Linked DNA regions of Mus musculus: region 1 is linked to region 2. A link is a contact called in public HiChIP or PLAC-seq data. All regions are on one chromosome and are shown on one strand. The core of a region is the stretch at or near the end of the contact, and the rest is flanking DNA. Distances in the headings are between cores, read along the strand shown. Region 1 has its middle 23 kb from the start of Gm41030. Region 2 has its middle 19 kb from the start of Lncenc1.

Region 1 (5,351 bases), core at 198-2,697, 86 kb after region 2:
TGAAGCCTCTTCAGTTCCATTTCCTCTTACCTCTGGCCTAGATCTTCCCTCCCTCTGTCCCTCCCTCTGTCCCTCCCTCCATCCTTCCTTCCCTCCCTTCTTTTCTCCCTCAGTCTTCCATCTCTCACTCTTTCACTTTCTCTTTTTCCCTCTCTTCCTCTCTCATTCTCTCTCACTTCCTCACTCCCTCACTCTTTCTCTCCCTCCCTCTCTCATTCCCTCAGTCCCTCCCTCTCTCTGGCTTGCCTGCTCTCTGTTGTTGGAAATGTTACATCCCCTCCCCCTTTACACACAACCCTCCCCCTTCACACATACATCCCCTTCCCCATCACATACACACACACCCTCCCCCTTCACATACATCTCCTCCCTTCACATACACATATCTTGTCCCCTTCACACAGATTCCCTTCCCCTCACACAATTCCCTCCCCCTTCACACACATCCCCTCCCCCTTCACACACAAATCCCCGCCCCCTTCTCGCACAGGTGTGCACGTGCACTAATGGCCTAAGACCTTCAAAATTGGGCCAGCTTCAAAGATCACAGTAAGGTGAAAAACAAAACAACAAACAAATACCTCACGAACAAGCAGAGCCTAGAAACATCAAGCCTGAACTCTTGAAAACGTTTCTTCTGGTAAGGCTTTGCACAGACTAGTGTGAAATACAACATCCTGGGGCATCAGTCCCTGGGGTGGCCTCCTGGGAAAGGAGTGAGGTATCTGTTCCCAGCTCTGCTCTTGGACCCACAGCTAGCTGCTGTCATCCAGGAGTCTTGGCCTGTTCTCATTGCTGTCTTCCTACCTGGCTGCCAGGAACATGGGCTCTAGTGGAGTGAATAGGAGCTGGTAGGATGTAGTTGTATGTTTTCCATTTGATGTATCAAAATATCAGAGGCCAGGTGACTTACCCAGAGAAGAGGTGTATTTGGCTTGTAGTTCTGGTTTGTGAGCATGGCAACTGTGTGCTCAGCTCATGGTGCGGGCTAGTGTCACTGTGAGTACCTGAGGAAGACATCACAGAGAGAGGGAGAGAGAGGGAGGCAGATGGGGAAAGAGTTAATGAGTGAAGGAAGGAGAGAGACAGAAAGAACTCAAATAGAAAAATCAGTCTAACTACCTCGATGTTTCCATGGCCTCCCAATGCTTGTGTGTTGGGTCCATGCGTGCTGTATGGACCTTGGAAGGACAAACCACACTCAAGCCACAGTAGAAGGCCTGATATTGGTCATTTACAAGGGAACACAGCTTGGGTATGTGTGTGTGAGCTTCAAGCCCCACCTCTCAGAGCTTCCTGAAGTGTTAGGTTGGCATTACAGGCATCTGTACAGAGGGTGAAATTGCCCACCACTTACCCGACACAGGGAGGACTGAGGAAGTAGAGCCAGATGGCACTCCCTGAGCCAGTCTCCTAAGGTAGGATACAGAGGAGAAAATGGTGTGGCTGATTGGCTGGGCTTTCAGGGAGGTGACTAATACAGGGCAAGCATATTTGGGCATAAGGTTACACAGTCCCTGTGAAAGAAGGCTGTGCTAATAACAAGAACAAACTAGAACAACAACAACAACAACAACAAGTATTGTTGTTGTATGGCACAGTCTTTAATTCATTTTCATACACTCTACCTTATTTGAGCCCAAGGATAAAGACTGAAAGGTACTTAGTCTCATGTGACAGGAATTCTGTTGGCTCAGTATCTTGTCTAGAGTTTACACTTCTGGAAAATCGTAGAGCTCAGGTCTTGGAGCACTGTGCTGAACGCCAGCCATAGTTCTGAGCCTGCTTTAGATGCTGACTTGGCTGCCGGGTGGTGAGATTCACACAGGGTTTCTTAACTGCTGACACAGATGGTAAAATAAACAGCTCCGGGCTGACTCAGAAGGGATAAGAGAGCCCAGACCATTGTTCAGGACTGAAGTATCTCTGGAGGTGACAGCCACGAGGTCTGTACCCTTTAGGGAGCAGCCACTGGTGCAAAGTGATCAATCCAATGGGATCTAGAATTCAGTCTGGGACTAGATTGAACAAAGTAGGAGGATCCCTGAAGGGCAAGGGTAGGTATGACAAGACCCTTTCTGTGGTATTTGGCAGGTATGGATTGGCCCTTGGTGTGTCTTTGTGGTGGCATGGCAATCATTAGGAAGGAGTGCTATCCAGCTGTGATTGCCCACCATGAACTAGAGGAGAAGATCTGGAATTTCAAACATGGTGGTGAGTAAGGAACTGGGGGAAGAGAAGGAAATCAAGACCCTCTCAGAAGACAGGAAGCTCGGCCCTTGCCATGCCGATGAGATGATCATTGAGCCGTAGGGGAGATTCTGAATCATTTACTAGTGGTCCCTCCTCTTCCGAAGACAACACCCACTGCAAGGTGGCTGCAGGGCTCTCTCCCACCAGCAGGGTCTTCCCCCCCGCCCCCCGCACATTATCTCTGTAATAGTCCTGGGAATGTTGGTCAACATAGACCTCTGTATCCTGGTAACTTATAACTGCCAAAACCCAATACGATGTAACTCCCAAGACTGGACAAAATGGTTCAGTCCTTCCCTGTCCCCTGGAACATCAGTACTGAGCTCCTGGTCATCACACAAGCCTTCCCTGAAAGCCCCATCAGGAGAAGGCCCATGGTAGCCCATGGAATTACCACCAGGCAGCCACAGACTGCATGAAGAGAAACACATCTGGCCAGTCTCCAGCTGGGTGAGTTCCCCACACCCACTGACTCTAACTGCACAAGAGACTGTGTTGTTGTTTGCACTGAACTGTGTTCCCCAGGCCCATGGGTTAGAAAGCTGGCTCTAGTTTGGAGGTACTGCGAGATGGAAACTTACATACGTGGGACCTTACAAGATTAGGGGTATCTCCTCAAAGGGGATTGTGGGACCGCAGTTTTTTTTTCTCTATGTCTTTTTTCATGTCTTGTTTGTGAGGTGAATGTCTTTACTCTGTCGTCAACTCAGCCATGATATGCTGCCCAGGGCCAAAGCAAAAGGTCCGATTGGTCATGGGCTGGAACATCTGAAATCAGGAGCCAAAATAAACCTTTCCTCTTGATAAGTCGCTTATCGTGGGTATTTTGTTACAGTGATACAAAGCTAATGTAATCTGTAAGCCAGAAACACCCTGTTGAGTCCTTCCCAAATTCCTGGTATAGACATAGCATGAAAAATGATTAAATGGTTGTTGTGGCTTAAAGGCACTACCAGCCAGCCTGGCTTGTTATGGAAACAGAACGCGAGCCATGGGGAACCCAGTTCTCATAGATCAGAATGTGTTTAGATCACAGGGAGCGACTGTGAGCAGCTGGGCTGGATCTGGATGAGTGACCTGGGCTCAGATCTGAGCTTATGCTTAGAGAAAGCCCCACCCAGTTTGCACAGTATGACATCTCACAGATGAGTCAGGACACAGTTCTCAGGGCACAGTTAACTGACATTCAGAAAGTTCCACTTTGGACAGCAGGTAACCCAGAGGAAATTAGACTATATTACTATACAGAAATGCAAGCTCGGCCTGTCGGTGTGGCAGGCTGGTATGCAGGAACAGACCCTGGGTGTCATAGTGGTTCTCAGGAGTCATGAACAGCATTGAAGGAGGAGAGCCTGAATACTCCGCACAGTGCCTGGTGTATGGGACCTGCCCATCAGATACCAGGTAGCCATTGATAAAGTCTGATAGGCTTCTTCCTTAAGAGATTATTGGCGTTATTATTATTTGGCCACAGAGCCGTGGTGTAGAAGACTTGAGATTAAAGCATGATCAGAAACTCTGTTGTTCAGTGTCTGACCTTTTAACAGTGCCAGTTCAGAGCTGAGCACTATAACAGATGCCCCTTGGCCAACTAAAGCAGGCAAAGAGATATTCTTAATATTCCCAGTTTCCAAACGAAACCCAGAGTGGCTCTCCAGAGGAACAGAGCCGTCCAAGTGAATGTATAGACTTACTTGGCTTACATAATGAGGAATGGGTTGTCTGTCATTGACCATCCCAGTAGCTGTTTAACCCATGAAGCTGGGTGTTTCAGACTGGTTCTAAAGGAAGGCCTAGATGATTCCTGGGAAACCCCTTGTCTTCAGTCCATGTTGGAAGGCTGAAGAAGTTGAGTTCTGACATCAGCAGAGACAACAGGGGATATGTGCATCTACTAGCAAAGAGGAAAGGTAGGCAGGCAGGACTGCTGTCACCTGAGAAGTCTTTACATCTGAGACAGGGCTGGAGCAAATGCCACTCACTCTGAGGGAGGGGCTTCTAACCTCAGCTTCTTGGAAAGGCACCAACAGTCCCACGTAGGGGTGTGTCTCTTGGTTTACTTCAGATTCAATAAATGTTGACAATCAAGACTGACCCTCACACAATGAAAAGTATCCAGGCCAGAGCTTCAGTCTGGGCTTCCAGTTCTAGTCCTGTTAGTCCACACATCCTGCTTTCTTTATGAACTCATCTTCTCTAAGATGATAGACAGGAGAACTTCAACATCTCCCCCTGCACCCTACCAAGACCAAAGCAGAACTAAATCTGAGAGTGATGTCAGGCCAGGTGTCCAAGAAGTGCTGAGCAGGAGTCACAGAGGCTAGAGAAGCAGTAGGTGACACTCCCTACTCCAAACAGAAACTAGATCCCTCTGTGGTGGGACCAGTCACCACTGCTACCCTAGAAGCAGTGCTGGCTGGAAGGAGGATGCCTTCCTAGGGGTGGGTCTCCAGACACCATCTTACTGTTTGATTTGAAATAAATGGCCATGCTCACAACATTAGAATAGTTTTGTTTGAGTGTCAAAGTGGGACAAGCATGTTTTTTCAGAGGCCCCCTCCTTTCCCTGGTAGGGGTTTGGCTGTGTGGTAGAGCCCAGGTTGAAAGCAGCCCAGATATGAAGCATGCTATTTCTCTTTCCCTGCTAACAGCGCTAAACCGTGGGCATGTAAAACATGGTTGCTGAGCTGAAATCCCTCGTCCTGCCAGGACTACGTGTCTACACTCTAAAACATGGCAGAGCTGGGTGTTTCTGGATAGTGGTTGAAGTCCTAAAGCTGAGGACAGAAGACAGAGCATGTTTCCATGTCCTAGTGCATGGATTCCCATCTGGCAGAGGCTAAGCAGACCTTTACCATCCCACGAAGATTCCTGGAAAGAGGAAGTCACAGAGTGATGCGCTGAGGACTGTAGGACACAGCACTGTGGCATTTGCTCTCTCTTTCCCATGGCATCCAGAATTTATCAAAACTGAACTCAGCTTCTGTCTCCACCTACCTTCTCTGCCTCTCTGGAATTCCTTTAGCATGTTCTTCTCCACGAAGCAAGGAACCTATAGAATTAAGGTACATGTCTGTTGTGGATTTGATCTAATGCTA
Region 2 (5,412 bases), core at 2,587-5,086:
TAGAATTTATAGTAACCATAGGTCTGGTTGGTTTTCAATAAAATATTTCCACAGTATGTAAGAGTGAAGGGCAAAACCCTTTCTTACAGATTATATAAAATTGCTGTGTCTGATATCAGCAGAACCAGTTGGTTTGGCTTCTAGGAAGGCTTAGGAAAAATGTTTCTTACTCAAAGGAGTAGCAAGGAATTAGCTTTTTTTAGTTAATATAAAACAAAGTGCTTTAAGAAACGGTAAACTTGTATTTTGAACCACGATGGAACACATACTCATTTGCACAGTATACACACTCGTGTATACTGACAACTTAGCTTATCCATACCAGTTTGAACTCGAGGGCAGGCTATCTTTTAATTAATAAAAGCAAGCACTGTACATACTTGTTAAGCCTTCCGGTGTTTATTTCTGTTTGTCAGTCAAGATCCTCATGTTAGTCAGATGCTATGGTTCTCAAAAAGATATTTTGGGACATTTTACCAGAGATGGCTTTTGATAGCTCTGAAGGACTAATGGCTCCATATATTAGGAGAATCCAAGATCTCCACATGGATCTCATGGTCTGTGCCGTGAAAAAGTGAAAATTCAACTGTGTGGAAGGCGACGCTGAGCCATGGCTTAGCAGTGAAGCTCTGAGAGTGCTGCCATGGTCATATGGTCATGTCAGTACAGGTTTAAACACTGAATGTCCATCACAGCATCTTACCAACTGCTGAGTCCTCCCTCTGAATCATTCCATCTTATCTGAGCAACAGCAGTGTGGGCAGAGTCCTGAACAGTAGGTTTAAGTCCTGGCTGCCCCTTACCCACTACTGACTCGGGCACCTCATTTCCCCAACACCACACTGAGTTAGTTTCCTCATCTGAAGAATGGCAGTATTTACTCAGTTATCAAGAAAGTTAGGGGGCTGGAGAAATGGCTCAGTGGTTAAGAGCACTGACTGCTCTTCCAGAGGTCCTGAGTTCAATTCCCAGCAACCACATGGTGACTCACAACCATCTGTAATGGGATCTAATGCCCTCTTCTGGTGTGTCTGAACACAGCAACTGTGTATTCATATACATTAAGTGAATAAATGAATCTTAAAAAAAAAAAAGAAAATTAGATGACATCATAATTCCTTTTGTATGTAGCCACATGTCACCAGAATACCTGACAGAAGCAACCTAAGGGATGACATATTTATTTTGGCTACAGTTTTAAAGGGTTTCAGTCTATTATGGTGGTGAAGACACGGCTTTTCTTGCAGTAAAAGTAGAGGCTATTCATCATGGTGGACTAGGAAAGAGACATAGCTGAAGGAAGTAGAGGCTGGGTATAACTTTTGAAGTCCCCTTTCCTCAGGGAACTATACCTGTCAGCTACATTTCAACTCCTAAAGGTCTACTACAGCTTCTCAAAAACAGCTATGGGTCCAGCATCCAAGCAGGAGGACATTGCAGATTCAAACCATAATGTGAGCTGAGGCTGAAGATATTTTATAAATTCTGTGTTCCTATTCACCATCATAACCACTAAACTTCAGCTGTACAATCCTGTCAAGCCGATATGGCTAAGAATTGGCAGGGACTCACAGCATACATCCTATCCTCTACGTTCTCAACCAACCAGCCGTGACCTTGGTCCCCTTTCCAGCCTTCTTATGTTGATTTCATGACAGCAATGGATATCGATCTTATACCACAATTACATCAGGTCTTGTAATGGCATCAAACAGACTCCAAGATAGGACAGACACAAACCTAGGATCCTTTGGGATCAACAGTAATTATTTCAGCTCAATAGTGTGGGATGATCTGCCCTTTAAGAACAAGGTTAAGAATCTACCATCTGGTTTGGGGGTGGAGGGCAAACCATTCTACCCTGTGGAATCTGATCATGCTCTCTCCCTAGAATGGTGGCCATGTGGAGACCCACGCTTTGTTCTTGGCACGGAAGGCCAATGCATTGGTTCCTTGGCAGGGGGAACTACAGCATCTGCTGGGGCAGAGGGGAAGAGTTAAATGGAGTTAGTTTCAGTTTCTCAGTTTCTTGTCACCAGGGATGGGCAAACCCAGTAGTGGTCTATGTTTTCAGAAAAATCTTGACTTATTTTTCAAGCATTTTGGGGTTTGGCTAAGTTTTACATGTGTTTTGCCAGCTTTCCTTCCTTAATTATTAATATTAAACCCATGTGCCTGAAGCAGAATGGAAATTTAATAGCCATTTTTATATTTATTTACATCAATGCATCCCTTAGCTGTGTGGAGAAAGGGCTGTTGTATCTTGTAAGTGCCTTTGAAGATAGTTTATAAAAGCTCCTCTTCACAAGATGTCACACTAATTTTACCCCTTCTCTGCCCTCAAAGGCATTTGGCTTTGAGCACGGTGAGGATAGCATCCCAATTCCAAAGCCATGATGCTTGTAGCAGACTCTGAGCACTACAAAGTGAGACCTCGCTGTCTTAATTGCACTGTCTCCAAGGCAGTCCTGTCGGTAAAGCCTTCAACTGCATTTTCAATAAAGCAGATGCTCTTTCAGCAACCATCACTCTCCGCCTCCAGGTCTCACATGCAGTTGCCAGAACCATGGAAAAACAATTGCTATGGCCCATCATTGTCTTTCCAAGCAGAGCACACAGATTGGTTCCAGGCAGCAGGAGACGGGGTAAAGAAAAAAATGTTCATTTCCAAATAAATTATTCTTACCTTCTCATTACCAGCTAACAAATCTCTGTCTCTTTTAGGCAGACATGGTTCTAACGACACGAGAAACACTGATTTAAAGGAACAGGTGTTATTTCGTTAATGACAAAATAATGGTGTTATTTTGGGATAGTCACAAAATGCAATAGTATGCGTAATGGTTTGTCCTGACAGCTGGGGTATACACTAGACTTACGAATGCCAAGGTTGGGGTGGGAAAGGAGAAGTCTTAGTGATGATTAGTGCAATGCAGTTGTTTCCAAAGGGTCTGAAATGTTAAATGAAACAGATACAAACAAGTAAGTGCTTTAGAATTAAATTTTCCTGGGCTGGAGAGATGGCTCTGAGGTTAAGAGCACTGGCTGCTGTTCCAGAGGTCCTGAGTTCAATTCCCAGCAACCATATGGTGGCTTACATCCATCTGTAATGGGATCCATTGCCCTCTCCTGGTGTCTGAAGACATCTACAGTGTACTCACATATATAAAATAAATAAATCTTAAAAAAATTTAAATTGCCCTTCATTGTTCAAAGTAATTTTCTAACAGAAAACATTGCATTTTAATGAGTTTTGTCTTGGTGGTAGAAAGTTACTAAAAAAAAAACAAAACAGATATCTGATTATAATGTGCAAAGTTCTTTATCTTAGAAGGTCTATGGCTTATCATTTTTAACTAAATACTTTACTTTGAGATAGTTACATCTGTACATCCAATTCGAAGAAATGGTATGGTAACCCATGCTTTTCTCTCTCTCTCTCTCTCTCTCTCTCTCTCTCTCTCTCTCTCTCTCTCTGTCTGTCTCTCTCTGTCTCTCTCTCTCTCTCTCTCTCCTTTTTTTAACAGTAAAAAGTGTAGCACAATATCATGGCCAAGATAAGAACACAGTCAAAGATGTGCCCTTCCTCTCCCACAAGCATTCCTTGTGGTTCCTTTCTATCACCACACCCATGTCGTCCCACCCTCAGCCCTCCACACTCCATGGGGTCACAGCTAGGATGCTGGTGTGAGACTCCCACTCTGTTTGGCTTCCCTGAGACCTACTGCTGGGTGGGGAGATAGCGGTGCTTTGTTCTTCCTGAGAACCCAAGAGTTCTTAGCAAGAGAAGAGAAATAGCTGGCTATCACTGTTGACAGTGGTCATGATAAACACCCCCAGATCTTCCAGAACAACATGACATCATCCAACTGGGGAGAGATGGAAGTTCACGCTTCTAACTCCATCTCTCTATCTGGATGTGGGTGTGGGGCTTAATATACCTCAGTAGGAACAGCAGTGCAGGCTCCCTCCTTGGTGCCTGGGTACATCCTCTAGAAAGGTAAATATCATGGCTCCATCTCCCATGCCTGACCCAGTGACGTAGGGTCATAACTTTTCTGTGGTTGGCTCCAAAGGAGAGGCTGCTGTCTAGCAGTTTACTATAATACTGCTCTGTCCTTTTCCTGGTCTTTGGTTTAAAGGGATTGGGTGTTTTTTGGAACTCATTTTCCCTTCCTTGTTGAATGCTGGCTGGTATTATACTTGTCCAGCTTCCCCCACTTCATGTCAAGGATGTTTGAAGAAGAAAAAAAAAAAACAACCAAGGAAGTCAGTCACTCTTTGTTCTTCCACTCCCCCCATCCACCCACCCACCCACTACGGCTCCCCATGACTTCTTCAAGCTCTGTTTCTTCTGTCTGTGAGATCAAGATTCCTTTAAGCTTTGTTGGAGGAAGAGGGCACCGGCTGTCTACTCCCCCTTCCCATTTTCACATCAAACCTGGGACAGGAGAGCTGAAACTGGTGTCAGAGGAGAAAGTCATTTTTGTGATTTCTATGCACCAAGAAAGGCAAATTTTTGTTTTGTTCTTAAGCATGATTTTCGCCTTGAGCCAAACATTCACTGCGACTCTTCCTGCCTTCTCAAGTCCTTCCACAGCTTCAGGGCATCCCACGTTTCACTTCCCACCAAGGCTGGTCCTGTAGCAGTGAGTTTCATCCTGCTCTTCCAGAAGAAAACCCTGGAAGGCAATGTCACAGCCCCTGGGAATGCTCGTATTTCTGACAGCTCCAGTTTCTTCCACTGTTTCCCCTTACTCTTTGCAGATATTACAGCTCATCAGCGATCTTGTTTTATCCTCCAGAAGAGCAGAAAGTTTTGTATCAGTGCGTGTGTACCATGAATAAGATTTGGGGTTTGTTAAAAAATGGTTCTGCCCACCAAAGTTCTATTTTAAACACTGATCTTCCTTCTTCTTTTTAAATGATGTTAACTTTGCCTTGAAAACCCCGAGCTTGTGTTTTCCCACACAAGACACACGTGCAGAGGCTCCAACCTGAAAATTGGCTCTTAGCATCCATGTTTTATTGAGCCAATAAATTGTGAATTTAACATGTTAGCCAAATCGAACGCCAAGTGTTTCATTTCAGACCTTAGTGTCCATATGGACAGGACTTTAAATCTACTTCTTGTGCACCTGGAGCTTGTTAGATGTTTATAGTTTGCATAGAGCCACATGTCAGTGGCACCTCTGGTCTGTAGAGGGATCCAGAAGAACGGTGCACTCATCTGCTTGCTTCCAGGAGGCAAGAACATGCCCCCGAGGACCAGGCTTCCACCGATTTGATCTATGTGAGAAAGGCCATGGATGGAGAGGTTGCTTGGGTTGATACTTGCATGTTTTCTCATAATTCATCCCCATAACACGAGTGATACGCTCACAAAGGCGTAAAATGTTCTGTGATGGGCAT

The links. HiChIP or PLAC-seq counts read pairs in DNA pulled down with a chosen protein or histone mark.
Region 1: a contact with region 2 is called in an H3K27ac HiChIP or PLAC-seq map of extraembryonic endoderm stem cells. The contact joins two enhancer-like sites. A contact is called at or near these places in 3 of 484 Hi-C or Micro-C datasets (the C2C12 cell line, the G1E-ER4 cell line and cerebral cortex) and 3 of 115 datasets of contacts at active chromatin or transcription factors (CD8 T cells, astrocytes and extraembryonic endoderm stem cells).

The regions. Positions count from the first base shown.
Region 1 is chr13:97,501,799-97,507,149 of GRCm38.p6, forward strand. No RefSeq gene overlaps it. Among named protein-coding and RNA genes, the nearest start is that of Gm41030, 23 kb to the right of the region's middle. Within about 2 kb of position 1,448, at least 27 of the 459 cell types and tissues checked have an H3K27ac peak or open chromatin away from gene starts, as enhancers often do. A contact at or near this core is called in extraembryonic endoderm stem cells, where this site is marked.
Region 2 is chr13:97,413,630-97,419,041 of GRCm38.p6, forward strand. No RefSeq gene overlaps it. Among named protein-coding and RNA genes, the nearest start is that of Lncenc1, 19 kb to the right of the region's middle. Within about 2 kb of position 3,837, at least 14 of the 459 cell types and tissues checked have an H3K27ac peak or open chromatin away from gene starts, as enhancers often do. A contact at or near this core is called in extraembryonic endoderm stem cells, where this site is marked.